2 separate regions of the Mus musculus genome follow, and region 2 is linked to region 1. A link is a contact called in public HiChIP or PLAC-seq data. All regions are on one chromosome and are shown on one strand. The core of a region is the stretch at or near the end of the contact, and the rest is flanking DNA. Distances in the headings are between cores, read along the strand shown. Region 1 holds the start of Thoc2l (THO complex subunit 2-like). Region 2 holds the start of Lrrc8c (leucine rich repeat containing 8 family, member C).

What was found. HiChIP or PLAC-seq counts read pairs in DNA pulled down with a chosen protein or histone mark.
Region 2: a contact with region 1 is called in a FOXA1 HiChIP or PLAC-seq map of pancreatic cancer cells. The contact joins the promoter of Lrrc8c here to the promoter of Thoc2l in region 1. A contact is called at or near these places in 3 of 39 promoter capture datasets (cranial neural crest, hippocampal neurons and pre-B cells) and 3 of 115 datasets of contacts at active chromatin or transcription factors (astrocytes, large pre-B cells and pancreatic cancer cells).

The regions. Positions count from the first base shown.
Region 1 is chr5:104,506,933-104,509,632 of GRCm38.p6, forward strand. Thoc2l (THO complex subunit 2-like) reads left to right here and starts at 1,418. Exons shown (of 8, transcript NM_001166581.2): 1 at 1,418-1,639.
Region 2 is chr5:105,518,057-105,520,756 of GRCm38.p6, forward strand. It overlaps Lrrc8c (leucine rich repeat containing 8 family, member C), which reads left to right and starts at 1,415. Exons shown (of 4, transcript NM_133897.2): 1 at 1,415-1,574.

The DNA of each region.
Region 1 (2,700 bases), core at 168-2,667:
CCCAGTGACATATCTTATCCAATAAGGTAACAACTCCTAATCCTTCCCAAATAGTTCTACCAGTTGGGGACCATATATAAGAAACCATGCATGCTCAATATTGCTCAAAAAGCTAAAAGTAAATCTACCATGACTCAGATCCACTCCTCTGCATATGCCCAAAGGACATCCTCCTACAGATGCTTGCTTAGCAGTGTCCATTGCTGCTCTGTTCACCATAGCTAGCGAGGGGGAACCACCTAAATGCCCTTCGAGTGATGGACGGGCAATGCAAATGTGGCACAGATACACCACAGGATAAAGGAAAATGACATCATGATGTTTGCAGGTAAGTGCAGCTCTTGCCAAGATGCAGGCATTAAATAGTTGCTGGGGAAAGAAAAATGAACAATCTCCCACCCACATTCATTATTTTCATATTGGGCAAAGACATCTAAATAGAAATAATTGCTTGGAAAGTGACCAAGCCACTTATACAGTATCTACTGTTATATGCAAGGCAATGTAGTGGATCCTGATCATGGTAAAAATTTTTTTTAATGTGCATCTCTATCTGTCTACAGCTTACTATTGAATCAAAAAAACCTTATTAAGTCATGTGTTTGAGATACATATATGCATATTTGCACATCTCATTTGATTTTATGTATTTCTGTTGCTTTGTAACATAATGGTCAGATATATACTCCTGAACAATTTATTGATTTTATACATACACGACATAATAACCAGATAACAACAGAAATGACAATTTTCGGAGATGGGGTCAAAATATGAGTTCAATTCTTAATGTATTTAAAACCTGATGCCTTTTTAAATTAAAAAGAATTTTAATCTAAAAATAAAGAAGTTTAACTTTCACCCCTCATCAAAGCTTCTTTTCATACTGGATAGAGAGCATGACAGACACCCACAAGTAGCAATGTCCCAGTTCTCCCAGTACAATGTGCAATAACTATAAAATATTTCCAAGTTTCTGTATAATGCATACATACATCCTTCTGATAAAAAGTTTTATAAATAGCTTTAAGGGCTTGGTTGGGAACAAATTTTGGCAGCTGTCTACAGTGAACAAGTATTTTAGTCCTTCCCTAACTCATGCCTTGACTTCTCTTGAGATGCAACATACTTTGGGAGATAAACAGACTTTTTCCATAGTACACTACCAGATTTTCCACCAGTTGAACCACATCATTTTCGGAAAGCTCTCAGAATTGTTTGTATTTAGCATTCACATTCAAATGAAACCGCCAGTGCACACAGTCACCTCAGCAAGGCATTTTCTAACAAAGGCGCAGTGATGACCAACGACCTCAGTCCCCACCCCGCCCCCCGCCCCCCGCCCCCCGCCCCCCGCCAGCAACCGAAGTGCGGCCGCGCGTGCGCAGAGGACTCGCTGCACCGCCGCCGTCCCTCCGCAGTGACGTCAGCCGAACGCCGAGGAGATCCCGACCGGTTTCCCACCGCTCTGTGGAGTCGGCGGTGTGTCGTTGGTGTCCCTATCGAGCTGGGTCAGGAGGGCGCGGAGCGGTGAAGCCCTTCCCGAGCCGCGGCGTAGAGGCGGTTCGCGGCGGCTGGAGCGGGGAGGCGCGAGCCGGCGCGGTCGCGGCGGGCGGCGCGGGCGGAGCGCGAGCGAGCGGTGAGTCGGCATGGCGGCCCCCAGGCGAGCGGGCGGGCTGCGGCCTCTGTCCAGCTCGGCGGCGGCTTGGCGGACCGGGCTGTGCTAACACACGCAGGGGAAAGCCACAGACCCCCGAGTCTTTCCGGGGCGTTCTTGAAGCGAACAGACCTTAAATGAGATCTGGTGTCACCGGGCGCTTCCTCAGCCCCGGCATTTGGTGGCTCCCGTGAGCGTCTCTGGGCACATAGAACGCCTACCTGGCCCGCAGGCAGTAGGTGGTTTCTGGACCGCGAGCTCCGAAGAGTTAAACTGTGTGCCAGGTGCAGTAAACTCAGGAACTGGAGCGAAAGGAGTGAAGAGTTGACAGCACTACCGGGAATTACTTCAGTATTCCTCACCCGGTTCTAATAAGTAGTTTTTTGCAATATTCTGAAGCTGTGGAAATGCTGGATACGGGGAAGGTGGTTGCGATTAAATTAAGAGAAAGGACGGGGTGCCAGGATTTTAGGAGTGTGTTTTGCCGTCCCTAGGTTTGCCTGCTACATTTGCCCTCAGAAATTTACCTCCCGTAGGAGATTTTCAGGATCATATTTACAACCAAAATCAGAATATTATCAGCTTAAATTGACACTGGGCATTATTGTTAACTTGAACTGGGAAGCCCCAGTTCAAGAAACTCAGCCAAGGTGCATGGACAAGAACGTTGATTGTTTATAGAGTACTGAAAACACTGCAGTATACTTTATACAAATTTGAAGGCATGTATTCATGATATGCCCAAATATTTGGCAGAAGTTATTCTTTTGAATGCTTTGCAGAAGACGTCTTAATCTTAAACACTCATATAAATACTCTCGCTTCATTTCAAGCCAAAATGGGGATGCTAGCTTCTTTATACTTAACAGTTATTTTGATACCAGCAAGCTTTGTAGTTCCAAAAGATGGTGTAAGTAGCATGGGTCGCCTAAGGCCATTGGAAACCGTGTTCACATTACAGTTCATAACAGTAGGTTATGAAGTTGCAACAAAAATAATGTTATGGTTGGGTCACTACAGCATGAGGAACTAACTGTATCAAA
Region 2 (2,700 bases), core at 165-2,664, 1.0 Mb after region 1:
GAGGCAGTATATAATATTTTATTCTGTGAGCAGGAAGAACAGTTAGGTTGGGGGGGGGGGGTGCCGGGCAAGGAGGAATAGGCTCCTCCCCCACGGCCCCCATACCCTGCTTTTTATCATGGCTTGGAAAATGATTGTCTTCTATAAACTCACCATGCAGGAGCACACAAACTAGTTAATGGCTGCTGGCTGCCCGTTTTTGTCCTCTTCTGTCTCTCCCAGACTGCCAGGGCAGAGTAATTCTTTATCTGCGTCAAGTGCTCTGAGGACAGCCAGCTGGTTACTGACAAACTCTCTCTCTCTCTCTCTCTCTCTCTCTCTCTCTCTCTCTCTCTCTCTCTCTCTCGACTGCTACAGTGATCTTATCTGCACTTTTTCCCCCAATAGGCAATTTTTCTTTTTAGGGAGATGCCAGCTTTCAAGATGCTAGTTTGTGCTTTTAAACTATAATTGGGCAGAGAGATAGGCAGACAAACCCAAGGCTCAGATCAATGGCTGGGAGAGAATCCCTCCCCTACATCGTCTAAACAACAGGTGGTTCGGGGCACATTGTTAACTCTTTTGCACACACACACACACACACACACACACACACACACACACGATCCCCACCTCTGCCCACACAAAATCGTAGGCGGAGCTTTCATATGGAACGGCACCTGCTGCTCAAAGCCCAGAAGCCCATCTTGCAGGGTCCAGTAACGAGGGACTCCTGCCAGCTGGTCAATGGGATTGAGGTTGCCCAGGGTCTTAAGGCTTTGTAAACTACGGGCATCGGATTTTTTTCGTTCTTCCCTGTTCCCCTCATATATACCACCGCCCCCTCTCCACCCGCTTCCTGGACCTTTCATTCTCTGGGGAGGGGTTATCTCCAACCTGACCCTCTGGGAGTTCCCAGGAGGGCTATTTTTAGCAGCAGCCGCTCTGCTTCAACTTAGCCCAGGGAGGAGCTGCGGTGTAAGAGCGGATGGCGGGCTCACAGAAACCACCCGCTTTTTGGCATTGTTAGGGTTGCACACAGGAGGCAGAGGACCGATCTTCCCTGCTGTGCCAACCAGGTAGGCAGCTCTGAGCAGCGGAATCATCCAGCCGCGGAGAGGCTTGATTTCCCGGTGGGGAACCCGGGGCCCGCCCAGCGCGGGCCCGCCTGCCCTGGACGCCTGGTGGTCTCGGCAGAGGAGGAAGTTCCCGGGCATCGCTGCCTGCGTCACAGCGGGGCTGGCACCGCGGCGGCGGCTCGGCAGCCGACGGCGACCCCGGGGCTGGGCGCTGGGCGGCGCTGGCTGCCGCGGGCCAGGCGGCGCGCGGGGCGGCGCTGGAGGCGGCTCCGCTTGCAGGCGGGGAGGCACCGGGGAGGAGGAACAGGGCTGCGGAGCTGGGGCGTTAGCTGCGTCCCGGCTCAGAGCCCGCGAAGAAGACGAGGACCGAGGCGCCGCCGCGGCCGTGGCCGCAGCACTCTGAGCGCGACAAGCCATGAGCAGCGACGCCGCGGTCGCTTGCCGCCGCTGAGCCCAACCCGGACACAGCTCGCCGCGCCCTGGCATCCTTTTCTGCGGATACCCTCGCCCCCAGAGGTAAGTGCCGGGGACCCGCGGAGGGATGGAGAGGGACGGCCAGCACCCTGCCACTAGCCTCGGTTCTCTGGGCGCGCCCCAGCCTGGACCCGTCCACCCTCCCTCGTTCGTGACCCTGCTTCCCCAGGGCTCTGGGACAGGCACATTGTGGTCGCCTACTCAGCGTGCGGTTCGGGGATCCCGCTAACCCCAACCCCACCCAACCCACGCGGGCCCTGGCGTCCGCGCCAGGGACCCCCAGCCGGGAGCCCAGTACAGCCTGGCCGCTAGGTTCTGGGGACTGGGGGAGGGGCGTACTAGGAGAAAACGCGGTTGCTGCAGGGATGGCCATTCTCCTTCCCTACCTTCAAAACCCCCGGAGATGCTGGGGCCTGTTTTTTCTGCTCTTCTCCCCAACCCCCTCTCCTCCCTGGAAGATGCCTGAAGTTACACTTTTTGAGGAAGGAGGGGGAAATCGAAGGTCTACACAGAGATCCAGTGAGCACTAGTCCGCTCACCTGCAAGTCCAGAGGGGCCGGAGGGGGCTGCTCTGCATCCTAAGACCCTGGAGGCCAGGTGTCTAGGCCAGCAACTGCGGCCAGGATTTCTGCCTTCATCCCAAACTGACCCTAGCAGGCTAGCAGGCTCTCTCTCTCTCTCTCTCTCTCTCTCTCTCTCTCTCTCTCTCTCTCTCTCTTCTCCAGCGTAGAGGTGTTTGGGATGGAGTTAGCCCCTTGGGAGCCTCAGGGTGTGCTCTATAGACGCCAAAGCCTTTCTTTTTTTCCAGCAGCTAATGTTTCCCTCCCCCAACACTTGGCTGTGTACATCAGATTTCAGTTATTTTAAAATCCTTCAAGTTACCTTTCTTTGCAACGGCTCAGCCCACATCTAGTCCCCATGCTTAATGCGGATGTTTTATTAGAGGTTGAGGGCAGAGCTTTACTGAGTTTCCAACTCCTTAAGTATTTTTAAACTCGCAACAAATTAGTTAGGAAACATTTTTGGGCTCCCATCCTCCTTAAAGTGAAAAATAAGACTAATTGATCTTTGTGGGAGTGTCCAGGTTTGGCTCATAGAGCCTTATTACCCTTTAGAGGTGCTGTTTCACATCTACAGACTGCAGTAGCATATGAAGTGTGGCCTTAGC